2 separate regions of the Mus musculus genome follow, and region 2 is linked to region 1. Evidence: chromatin contacts called from public promoter capture Hi-C data. All regions are on one chromosome and are shown on one strand. Each heading gives the region's core, a stretch centred on a gene start, on an enhancer-like site or on the middle of the called end of the contact. The rest is flanking DNA. Distances are from core to core; before and after follow the strand shown. Region 1 overlaps Sema4a (sema domain, immunoglobulin domain (Ig), transmembrane domain (TM) and short cytoplasmic domain, (semaphorin) 4A). Region 2 overlaps Gm40090 (a long non-coding RNA gene).

Region 1 (6,175 bases), core at 2,163-4,662:
GTAGGACATTGCACAACTCTGTAGGACAAGGAAGTAAAGTGAACAACAAAGAGTGCTGGAGCAAGGGCGGGGCTCACGGATTGAGAATGTTTGCTGCTGTCCTGCAGAACCAGAGCGTGGCTCCCAACACCAATGCTGCATGGCTCACTGTAACTCCAGCTCCCGGGGACTGAGGATACCCTCTTCTGGCCTCTGCAGGCTCCTTCACACACGTGGCATACCCAGAAACATGTACATATACATACACATAAACAAAAATAAAGAGCCTGGCTATAGAAATACATCTATAACGAAAATAAAATGTAAATTACAAGACACTTAATAGAACACTCTATCACACTCTGTAGATATTATTTGGATCTTGACTGAAGTAAACAGACCATATTTTTAAAATTTGGGAACTGGGTAGCTAGATGGTGTCAGCACACACTTTAATCCCAGTGCTTGGGAGACAGAGACAGGCAGATCTCTGGTCTATAGTGTGAGTCCAGGACAGCCGGGGCTACACAGAGAAACCTTGTCTGGGGGGTGGGGGGAGGGGAAGAGGTGGGGAGACTGGGGAAGTGTATGGGAAGGCTGGGGAAATGTGTGGGGAGGCTGGGGAAATGTGTGGGGAGGCTGGGGTGTATGGGGAGACTTGGGAAGTGTGTGGGGAGGCTGGGGAAGTGTGTGGGGAGGCTGGGGAAGTGTGTGGGGAAGCTGGGGAAGTGTATACACATAAAGACCTGTGTTTGGGTCCCCAGCAGCCCCATAAAAGCCAAGTGCATGTGTGCCTGCACCCCCAGTGCTGGGGCGTGGAAAGGAGAGGCTCTTTAGGGCTTGCTGGCCAGCTGGTCTAGTCAATCAATAAACTCTAGGTTCAGTGAGAGATGTTCTCAAAAAGCAAGATGCAAAGCTGGGCATTGTGGACCCAGCACATGGGAGGGAGAGGCAGGCAGATCTCTGTGAAATTAAGGTCAACCTGATCTACATAATGACTTCCAGGCCAGCCAGGGCAATGGAATAAAAAGAAAGAGAGTAAAAGATGGGGATACACATGAGGAAGAAACAGAGCATCAACCTCTGGCCTATAACATGCATGTACACATGCATGCACATGCATGTACACACACATACACACATGTACACACATGCATGTAATACACATATGCATGCACATGGACACATACATGCATACACATGTACACATGTATATATACATGCACACATATTCACACACACATATATACATGTACACATATATACATACATATATACATGTACACATATATACATACATATATACATGTACACATATATACATGCATGTATACATACAAATATTGTATATGTACACACAGCAAAAAAAACCCTTTATGACAGTGGTTCTTCTTCTTCTTTTTTTTTAGATTTATTTATTATTATATGTAAGTATACTGTAGCTGTAATTTAGATACACCAGAAGAGGGTGTCAGATCTCATGATAGATGGTTGTAAGCCACCATGTGGTTGCTGGGATTTGAACTCAGGACCTTTGGAAGAGCAGTCAGTGCTCTTAACCACTGAGCCATCTCTCCAGCCTTATAACAGTGGTTCTTAACCTCCCTAATGCTGACTCTTTAATACATGTTCCTCATGTTGTGGTGACCCTCAACCATAAAATTATTCATTGCTACTTAATAACTGTAGTTTTGCTACTGTTATGAATCATAAAGACCTGTGTTTCCCAATCACCTTAGGTGGGCCCTGTGAAAGGGTCATTTGACCCCTCCCCCACACCGGGGTTGAGACCCCTAGAAGTACTGCTTTACAGTATCTTAGATGTTCTGAGCTGTGAGCGGGAACACATGTCTGTTCTCACAGCACTTGAAAGAGAGAGGCAAGAGAATTACAATTTTGAAGCCAGGCTAAGTTACACAGCAAAGCCTCTTTCAAAAGAATAAATTAAAATAGGACAGCTGGCTCAGCAGTGAAGAGTACTTAGCTGATCTTGCAAAGGATCTGAGTTCAGTACCCAGCACCCACACAGTGGCTCACAGTATCTACAACTCCTGTTCCAGGGGACCCAATGCCTATTTCTGACCTCCTCAAGCCCCAAGCACACACATGCTACACATACATACTACATGCAGGCAAAGCACTCATACATGTGAAATAAAAGGAAGTCAGTCTTTTTCAAGAGTAAGTTCCAGAATGGGGAGGCTTGCGTTCTGACTCAATCACTCCTGCATCCCACAGTCTACTGTAGCATCACACAGTAGCACGTGCAAAATAAATATTTGTCGAATGAAAAACAGGGACAAAAAAAAAAAAAGAAAAAGAAAAACAGGGACAAACAGTTCAAGCAGACTTTTCTGTTCTGAAGTGTTGGGGATGGAGCCCAGGGCCTTGTGGAGGCTAGGTTAGTGCTCTACCACCAAGCTCTACCTGTATATGGGAGACCTGAAGGAGAAAGGCTCCCACAGGCTCCTCTGTTTGAATGTTTGGCTCACCCTGCCCCACACTACTGAACTGGTTAGGATTAGGAGGTGTGACTAGATGGAGGAGGTGTGTCACTTGAGGTGGCCTTTGAGGTTTCAAAAGCCCACACCAGGCCCAGGTCTCTTTACCTCCTGCCTATAGATGAGATATAAAGCTCTCAACCACTGTACCAGCCCTGCGCCTGCCTGCTGCCATGCTTCCAACCATGAACTCACTCTCTGAAGCTGTAGCCGGCCCCTAATTAAATGCTTTCTTTTATAAGAGCTGCCTTGGCCACGGTGTCTCCTCACGGCCATAGAACAGTGACTAAGACACAGAGCATGAGAAAAGCTCTCCAAAGCCAAGAAAATAAACGAAATGTCCAGGCTAATGTGGTCCACTGGGCACCCAATTCAGCACCAAGGACTGGCCAGGTGGCTCGGCAGGTAGGGGTGCTTGCTGCTGACAGCTGGCCCTCTCTCCCTAATGGGAAGGGAAGTGACTCCTGTAGGCTGCTCTCTGAGCCCCTCACACAAAACAATCAAAGAACTATGTAATTTAAACATTAAAAGAGTCCAGTGAGGGAAAACAAGTTATATCCAAAAGGTTAGGTCTCCAGACAGCTTGGGAAATCTCCAAAACAGGTAACATAGTCAGCCTTGCAAAGTTTGCAGGAGATGGTTTCAGCCCCTTAACTACATACCCTAGTCAAACCATCAACAGTAAGAGTGAAATAAAGGAGGCTTCTGCTTTCAACGTCTCCAAAATTTTACCTGCCTATGTCTTTATTTTCTCAGGCCTCTATAGAGGACAGCCTCTACTAAAATGAGGTAGTTTAAGGTGAAGCAGAGTGCTGGGAACAGCTCTGTTAGTAGAATGCCTGCCCACATGCAGGAAGCTCACGGTGCAACCCTCAACGCCATAGGCACTAGGCACGATGGTACGTGCTTAGTGCTTACACTTCTGGTACTCATGACGGAGGCAGGAGGATCAGAAACTGAGGTTACCTTCAACTCCATCGAGTTCAGGGCCACCATGAGCTACAGGAGTCCTGACTCAAAAGAGAGAAGGAAAGAAGGAAGGAAGGAAGATAAAAAAGGAAAGAAAGATGAAGCCACGGAATGTGTGCCAGAAACAGAAGCTACGTCATTGGAGAGTGGCCAAGGGACACTCCAAGAAGAGGAGGAAGGGAAACTGTGGCCAGGCAGATGGACGCAGAGGTCAGCCATCTGGGCTGCAGCCTATCTGAGGCTTTCTTAGAAAGTGAAACTGCTTAAGGAGCCAATGGTCTAACTCCAGGAGATTAGGGAAGAAGTTGAAATGAATATAAGAACTTAGAAAAAGCAAGCAAAAAACCGACCAGGATAACAACTCACCCCAGGTAAACAGAAGGTCTATAAAAAGGGAAGGTTATCATGGCTTACTACCTCGCTCAGCTGTGAGTGAGTCATCTATAGTAATCCTGCCTAAATTAGAGTGACAGGGGCTGGGGAGATGGCTCTAGAGGCAATTGGACGATGGTAGAAGGGAGCCAACTCCCCAAAATTGTCCGCTCACCTTTACCCATGCACCCACACACATCACAGACAATAAACAAATAAAAACTATAGCTGAAAAATTCCTAGGGGTGGAGACTGTGGCTTGGTGTTAGAGCACTTGCCGGGGCAGATGTGAGGTCCTGGGTTTGATTCCCAGAACTCAGAAAAAAAAAAAAAAAAAGCCACCTTTTAATGCTCACATGAGTTAGAAATAGAACATGGGGGAAGGGAAGGCTGATTTGTAGAATTTGCTAATTTCCGAGATGCACACTGCCTTTGAAACCGACTTCAAGCTACCTATGTTGTGGCAGTGAGCATGAGTTTGGAGAGAGATATGCCAGCGAGAGCCAGGGAGAAGCAGCACACACCTGTGATCCCACCCTCGGGACAGAGGCAGGAGGTGAGTTTGAGGCCAGCCTTGGATGGGAATGGGGCTTCAGCACCCGTCCTGTAGGTGTCTCTGATCCAGAGGTTGCCTTGAATGTGCACTGAATTCCCTACCCCTGCATCCTCCTGACCACTGGGATTACAGACGGACGCCATTGTGCTCAGCCTATTTGATTCATTTCAATTACGTGTACAGATAATTCAGATTACAAAATAATAATAATAAAAGGTGCAGGTGAAAAGCTGGACATGGTGGCACATGCCTGAAATCCAAGCATTTGGGAGGTGGAGGCCAGGTAGCCAGAAGTTCAAGGCCAGCCTGAGTTACATGAGGTCCTGCCTGAAAATAACTGAAATGGTGGTGAAGCTGCCCAAAACTATGCTTGTGGCGCCTGGCCCATGTGCTCTTAATTCTTTGGTGATAAAGCCAGGGGTTTGGTGCTCAGCACTGGGAAAGAGTTGGCCCTGGCAATCGTTCTGGATGTAGGGTGTTATCAGACATTTGTGGCATATGAGCAGCTGGGTGGGGTGTGTGGACCTTTGCCCTGCCATGATGGTGCTGGGAGGAGTGGGTGGTACTTACACTGCCTGGCCTCGGGCTGACCTCTGAGCCCCGGTAAGTGGTCCAGCGGGAGGTCTCCTTGTTCAGCTCCTTGTACTTCCCTTTAAAGACTCGCTCAATGTCCGTGAGAGAGAAGGCACAGACTGCTGAGCTCCTGGTCCCGCCAACCTGCCTGAAGACAGCCAGAGAAGACATTCACTGTGGTTCCCTTGGCTGCCTCTCCAGCCCCAGTGGAATCCCAGCCGGCCTAGAGGGTAGGAGCCAGGCCAACCTCTGGAGGCTTATTTTTTCCTTGCTGATGGTGATAAGGACCTGACAGCCCCACAGAGTTCCCTGACCCTGACCTAAGGCCTGTCTGGAAGCCCATCGCAGGATCTGAAATATGATTGCTCCTAATGAGGATTAATTGGGGCATAGGTAGGCCCTGGGGTGGCCCCTGCCTGTCCTGCCCAGGCTGGGCTGTGCCCACAGGAAGAGTGGTAGAACCGGCTTCGTGGTCCTCAGAGAATGAGCCACGGCTGTCTCTTCTGCTGGTCTGTGGCGAACCAGTACGTCTTCTCATAGTCTCCTCGACACACTGACTGGGTTCCCAGTTCTGCATCTAACTGATGACAGACCCTGCACACCAGAAACCTTCGCTTCCTGATACATGGTTGGCAGGTGTCTAAACACTGTGATGCCAGACTGTGGCTGTGGGACCTTTGGACCTTTCTTGGTCTCTGAGCAAGTCCTTCCTGTTTTCTCACTCATAACGATAACCTATGGCCATTAGGAAGCTAGTGCTAAGTTTGTGTCTAGTTTTACTTTTTTTCTTTTTCTTTTGTTTTAAATTATTTATTTTATGTATATGAGTACACTGGACAGTACAGTATATGTAGCTGTCCTCAAACACATCAGAAGAGGACATCAGATTCCATTACAGGTGGTTGTCAGCCACCATGTGGGTATTGAATTGAACTCAGGACCTCTGGAAGAGCTGTCAGTGCTCTGAACAGCTGAGCCATCTCATCAGCCTGTGTTTAGTTTTACAATAGCATTTGAGCGCTACAGACCCTTGTCCTGCCTTTCTGGTATTTTCTTTTACTTCCATTTCCTAGCCTAGTGAATTGGTTTTGTTTGTTTGTCTTAACACAGTCTCCAGTAGCTGAGGCTATCATTAGTATGGAGCAGAGGATGGCCTCCTGTCTCTTCTTCCCATCTACCACCATCCCTGACTTAGGTGGTGCTGGGATCCAACTCAGGGCTCTGT
Region 2 (6,175 bases), core at 2,755-5,254, 160 kb after region 1:
CAAAGTGAGTTCCAGGACAGCCAGGGCTACACAGAGAAACCCTGTCTCAAAGAAAAAAGAGAGAGAGAGAGAGGGAGAGAGAGAAGAGCAGTGAGGTGCCCCGGCAGGTCTTGGTGCCAAGCTACTTGACCTGAGCGCCCTCCCACATGGTGGCAGAGAGAATCAGTTCCCAAAACCATCCTCTGATCTCCACATGTGTGCTGTGTCACACACCCCCTTGCATGGTCTCTTCCTCTCTCATACGTACATAGACACAAAATAATCAAAATGCAATTTAAAAATAAAGACAGGGCCATTGAGTTAACTTAATAGAAGTGGAGACACTTGCTGCAAAGCCGACATCTGGGTTTACTCCCCACGACCCTCAAGACAGGAGGAGAAATGACTCCTATGACCTGTCCTCTGATCTCTATGTGTGCTTCATGGCACGTGTGTACACACACACACACACACACACACACACACACACACAATGTTAAAAATAAAGCAGGCCAGCAAGAGGCACCTGAGGAACAAGCCTGGAGACTGACACCCGGACCCCACGGGGAGGTGGGAGCGAGAACTAGTTCAACAGTGTGCTCTTCTGACTCCACACCTCCAACAACAACAACAACAACAACAACAATAATAATAATAGTGATAATAATAATACTGACAAATATAGTAGCTCATAGCCATTCATTCATTGGGTCCCCAATGGAGGAGTTAAAGAAAGGACCCAAGGGGCTGGCGAGATGGCTCAGCGGTTAAGAGCACCAACTGCTCTTCTGAAGGTCCTGAGTTCAAATCTCAGCAACCACATGGTGGCTTACAATCATCCGTAATGAGATCTGATACCCTCTTCTGGTGTGTCTGAAGACAGCTACAGTGTACTTACATATAACTTACATATAAATAAATCTTAAAAAAAAGAAAAAAAAGAAAGGACCCAAGGAGCTGAAGGGGTTTGCAGCCCCATAGAAGGAACAACAATATGAACCCGACCAGTACCACCAGAGCTCCTAGGGACTAAACCACTAACCAAAGTGTACACATGGAGGGACCCATGGCTCCAGCTGCATATGTAGCAGAGGATGACCTAGTTGGTCATCAATGGGAAGAGAGGCCCTTGTTCCGGTGAAGGCTCTATGCCCCAGTGTAGGGGAATGCCAGGGCCAGGAAGCAGGAGTAGGTGGGATGGTGAACAGGGGGCAGGGGGGATGGGATAGGGGGTTTTCGGAGGGAAAACCAGGACAGGGGATAACATTTGAAATGTAAATAAAGAAAATATCTAATAATAAATAAAATACTACTACTACTACTACTACTAATAATAATAATGAAAGAAATAAAAATATGCCCAGAGGAGCTGGAGAGATACCTCAGTAATTAAGAGCATGGCTGTTCTTCCAGAGGGCTTGAGTTCAATTCCCAGCACCCACATGGTAGCTCACAGCCATCTGTCACTACAGTCTCATGGGGTCTGATGTGGTCTTCTCAGGTTCAGATGTACATGCTGGCAAAACACCATTTACATAGGACACATTTTTTCTTTTTTTTTCTTTTTCTTTCTTTTTTTTTTTCTTTTTTGAGACAGGGTTTCTCTGTATAGCCCTGGATGTCCTGGAACTCACTCTGTAGACCAGGCTGGCGTTGAACTCAGAAATCTGCCTGCCTCTGCCTCCCGAGTGCTGGGATTAAAGGAATGAGCCACCATGCCTGGCATGACACATTTTTTAAAAGACATCAGCACTCAGGAGGCAAGGGCAGGTAGATCTCTGTGAGTTCGAGGTCATCCCGGCCTATGTAGCAAGTTCCAGCACACCCTGTGCTATAGAGAGAGAGACACTGTCTCAGAAAACACGGGGCTGGGTGACTGTGGTTGAGAGCACTGGGTGCTCTTACTGGAAGCCCAGACTTGATTCTCAGCACCCACATGGTGGTGGCTTATAACCATATATAACTCTAGACTTAGGGTGATCTGATCTTCTAGTCTCTGAAGGGAACATGTAGGCAGGCAGAATACCCAAACATAGAAAATAAACAACAACAACAACAACAACAAACAACAACAGGGTCTGGAGAGATGGCTCAGTGGTTAAGAGCACAGACTTGTTCTTCTAAAGGTCCTGAGTTCAAATCCCAGCAACCACATGATGGTTCAAGATCTGTAACAAGATCTGATGCCCTCTTCTGGAGTGTCTGAAGTTTATTTATTTACAGCGTACTTACATAAATAAATAAATAAATAAATCTTAAAAAAAAATAATAAAACAGCAACAACTAGTTGGGAGATGATGGCACATGCCTTTAATCCCAGCACTCAGGAGGCAGAGACAATTGGATCTCTGTGAGTTCAAGGCTAGACAGGGCTACACAGTAAAAAAAAAAAAAAAAGAAAAATTACAAAAACAAACAAATAGTTGCAGTAGTTCAGAGGCTGAGGCAGGTGAGTTTCCATGAATTCTTGAAATACTTGGGTTACATAGCGAGGTCCTGTCTCAAAACCCAAAATCTAGGATTGTAGCTGAATGGTCCAACATTTTCCTGGCATGTGTGAGCCCCTGGGTTTGACATCCAGCACTGTAGATGTTAACAAGGCAGATATGGCCTTGACACCTAAGGTTTGCCGTGATCTATCCTAAAGGACCCCTCCCGCCTCCTCCCTTCCAGGGCTCTGAGCATTAGACAGGCTGTTCTTTTCTCTTCTTCCTGATAACTTTGCACACAGCGGTGTTAGTGTCTGACTGTGACTTTTTATTTTCTCTTTTTGTCTCAAGATAAAACTGCAGGTCACCTTACACAATGCCTATTTCTGCTTCTGTCTTTCTAGGTCTTCACTCCAGGAAGCCCTAAATAACATAACAGTGGCAACAATAGAATGTGTTCCTAGCATGGGAGTTATGTTAATTGCTTGATGCATGTTGCTCTCATTCATTCTCTCTCTCTGAGAACGGGTCTCTCTATGTAGCCCTGGCTTCCCGGTAACTCTCTACACAGACCAAGATGGCCTCTGCCTCGAGTGTGTGTGTGTGTGTGTGGGGGGGAGAGGTGAGCACCTCTGTGCCCAGCTATCGTCAGTATCTTAGCATCCTTGATATTCTCGTAGGATAAGTAGATAGGTGTCTTTTTTTGGGAGGTGGGGGTGGTTCAAGACAGGCTGTGTAGTTCCGGCTGTCTTGGAACTTGTTCTATAGACCAGGCTGGCCTCAAATTCACAGAGATCTCTCAGATGGCCTAGTGCTGGGATTAAAGGCATGTGTCCCCTCTCCCCCCACCCCCACCCCCCGTTAAACCCTAAGTGTCTTTTTTTTTTGTTGGTTTGTTTTTGTTTTTGTCTTTTTAAAAAGATTTATTTATTATATGTAAGTACACTATAGCCATCTTCTGACACTCCAGAAGAGGGCATCAGATCTCATTACAGTTGATTGTGAGCCATCATGTGGTTGCTGGGACTTGAACTCAGGACCTTCAGAAAAGCATTCAGTGCTCTTACCCGCTGAGCCATTATTCCAGCCCCCCCCCCCAAGTGTCTTAATCATGATTCTATTTCTGTGAAGAGACAGCATGATTGAGGCAACTTATAAAAGAAGGCATAAACGGGGTGCGGGAGCAGTAGCTGAGAGTTTATGTTTGATTCACAGGCAGGAGACCGAGAGAGGAGGTGGGGAGACACTGGAGCTGGTGAAGGTTTTGGAAACCTTAAACCTACGCCCAGTGACACACCTCTCCAACAAGACCCCACCCATTATTCTTTCCCAAACTGGGGACCAAACACTCAAAATATGAGAGTCTATAGAGGCTCTTTTCATTGAAACCACCACAGTGAGGAATGCCATTCTTGTATTTTCTAAGACAAAAGTGAGAAGAGAAAGAGGAGGAGGAGGCAGTAACAGAAGCCCAAGACCATTCCTGCTTAGGAAGGTTGTACTTGTAAACCCAATTAAACCACAGTTACACCTGAAAGAAGCATGGGGTTGGCTTTGAGCGACAGCGCCCCCTGCTGCATACATTTAAAGTTCTCCCCCTAGTTGTTAGTCATTGGTCAGCAGCTTAGTCAATGAAGTCACCAGAGAGGTGGAGACAGTCCAGGGCAGTAAGGGGTCAGGAAGATAAATCAAGGGACAGCTTAGTGTTTTTTCCTGCCCTGTTACTTCATTTCAAGCGCCTGTTTTAGAATCTCCTATGTGTGTCACCGGAAACAGAGATGTGACCTCATTGTCTACTTCCTTGTTTCTTCAGCCATTTCCTGAGGAAAGCGGTCTGGGGAAGGTGGGAGGGAGCAATGGAGAGAACAAAGAGAGAGCCAACTCCTGGAAGGTGTCCTCTGACCTCCTTAAGTACGCTGAGCCACACATGCATAAATAATAATAAAGGAGCCACTTGTTTGAGCACCGTTCCACAGCACATGCGTGGAGGTCAGAGGACATTCGGGAGTCTGTTCCCTGCGTCCACTGTAGGATCCAGGCATTGAACTCAGGGAGTCAGGCTTGCAGACAAGTGCCTTTACCCACCAAGCCACTTCACCAGGCCCACATAAGGACCTTTTCCCATTACATTACCAACCTAGTAGCTTTTCTCTTCTCTTGGCCTGACTCTAGCCCCACTCAAAGTCAGCCTGCATCTCCTGTTTTGCTTTCTGGAGACTCCCAGTTAGTAATGTGTGCTGGCCCACTGGTAGACAAAAGTTTTTTTTGTTTTTGTCTTTGTTTTTATTTTTGCTGTGTTGTTGGTTTTGGGTCTGTTTTTTTGTTTGTTTGTTGTCTGTCCTGGAACTTACTATGTAGATCAGGCTCTTCTTGAAGGCCCAGAGGTTTGCCTCTGCCTCCTGAGGGCTGGATCTAAACTTGTGCACTGCCTTACTCTTCCTGGCCAAAGATTTGATAAAATTTCTCTTGCAGCATTTGACAGTTATGTGTGCATGCGCGCACACACACACACACACACACAACTATAAGGACAGACTCAGTATCTGCAGTATCTGCTTTTCTTAGCATGGCTGTTTTCAATATAGATGCTCCATGAGGGATATTAATGAGCAAACAAGAACTTCTCTTTATAGTTTTCATTCTGAAACAAGGTTTCACTGTGTCCTTTAGCTTTCAACTTGCTTTAGTGCGCACAGTGGCCTTGAACTCTGGATTTTCCCGTCTGCCTCCTAAGTGCTGAGACTGCAGACATGTGCCGCCTCTGCCAGCCAGGCTCTCTTCACTGGAAAGAACAGTGTATTAAGAGCTAGAAAAGCCAAGTTCTAGACTTGACCTTGCATGCAGCGGACCTCATGATCCTGAGGCAGGCATTCTTTGCCTCTGCCTCTGTCTCAGCAAAGGGAGGGGTAGGAGATGCTTAGCAGCCTGGCTGTGGAGATGTCCCCACTCCAGGATCTTTTCTTTCTTTCTGTAGTTCTGGCTAGCCCGGAACTTGCTACGTAGACCAGGCTAGTCTCAAACTCACGAAGATCAGACTGCCTGTTTTTAGAGTGCTGGGATTAAAAGTGTGTGCCACCCACACCCAGCTTCTTTATTTCTTTAAAAGACAGGGGCCTCAGGCTGGAGAGATGGTTCATCGGTTAAGAGCACTGGCAGCTCTCCTAGAGGTCGTGAGTTCAATTCCCAGCAACCACATGATGGTTCACAGCCATTTGGAATGGAATCTGATTCCCTCTTCTAGCAAGCATGAAAACAGAACACTTGGCTGGCAGTGGTGGCGCACGCCTTTAATCCCAGCACTTGGAAGGCAGAGAAACAAACAAAGAAAAGAAAAAAAGAAAACAATATTAATATACATAAAATAAATAAATAAAACTAAAAAAAGGAAGTAAAAGACACAGCCTCTTTCTTAATACAAGCTAATATGAAATTCAACATCCAAGCCAGCCTAGCCTGACCCCACTCAGGGCCATCCCCATGAACCTCTTGAAGGATGAGAATTACAGGCCTGTAGCACCATGGCCTCCAGGGTTCTAGAATTTTGCTCACCTCTTTCTTTCTTTCTTTCTTTCTTTCTTTCTTTCTTTCTTTCTTTCTTTCTTTCTTTCTAAGATTTATTTATTATTATACATAAGTACACTGTAGCTGTCTTCAGACACTCCAGAAGAGGGCATCAGATCTTATTATGGGTGGTTGTGAGCCACCATGTGGTTGCTGGGATTTGAACTCAGGTCCTCTGGAAGAGCAGTCAGTGTTCTTACCCACCA

What was found. Capture Hi-C pulls out chosen DNA fragments and counts their contacts.
Region 2: a promoter capture Hi-C map of adipose tissue shows a contact between it and region 1. The contact joins two enhancer-like sites. A contact is called at or near these places in 3 of 115 datasets of contacts at active chromatin or transcription factors (embryonic stem cells and pancreatic cancer cells) and 3 of 9 other capture datasets (adipose tissue, liver and pancreatic islet).

What each region holds. Positions count from the first base shown.
Region 1 is chr3:88,443,044-88,449,218 of GRCm38.p6, forward strand. Sema4a (sema domain, immunoglobulin domain (Ig), transmembrane domain (TM) and short cytoplasmic domain, (semaphorin) 4A) reads right to left here. Exons shown (of 15, transcript NM_013658.3): 10 at 4,948-5,098. Among named protein-coding and RNA genes, the nearest start is that of Mir7011, 5.2 kb to the left of the region's middle. Within about 2 kb of position 3,413, at least 41 of the 459 cell types and tissues checked have an H3K27ac peak or open chromatin away from gene starts, as enhancers often do. A contact at or near this core is called in adipose tissue, where this site is marked.
Region 2 is chr3:88,599,812-88,605,986 of GRCm38.p6, forward strand. The region is part of intron 2 of Gm40090 (a long non-coding RNA gene); the gene reads right to left. It also overlaps a transcript of Arhgef2 not described here. Among named protein-coding and RNA genes, the nearest start is that of Gm40090, 4.5 kb to the right of the region's middle. Within about 2 kb of position 4,005, at least 41 of the 459 cell types and tissues checked have an H3K27ac peak or open chromatin away from gene starts, as enhancers often do. A contact at or near this core is called in adipose tissue, where this site is marked.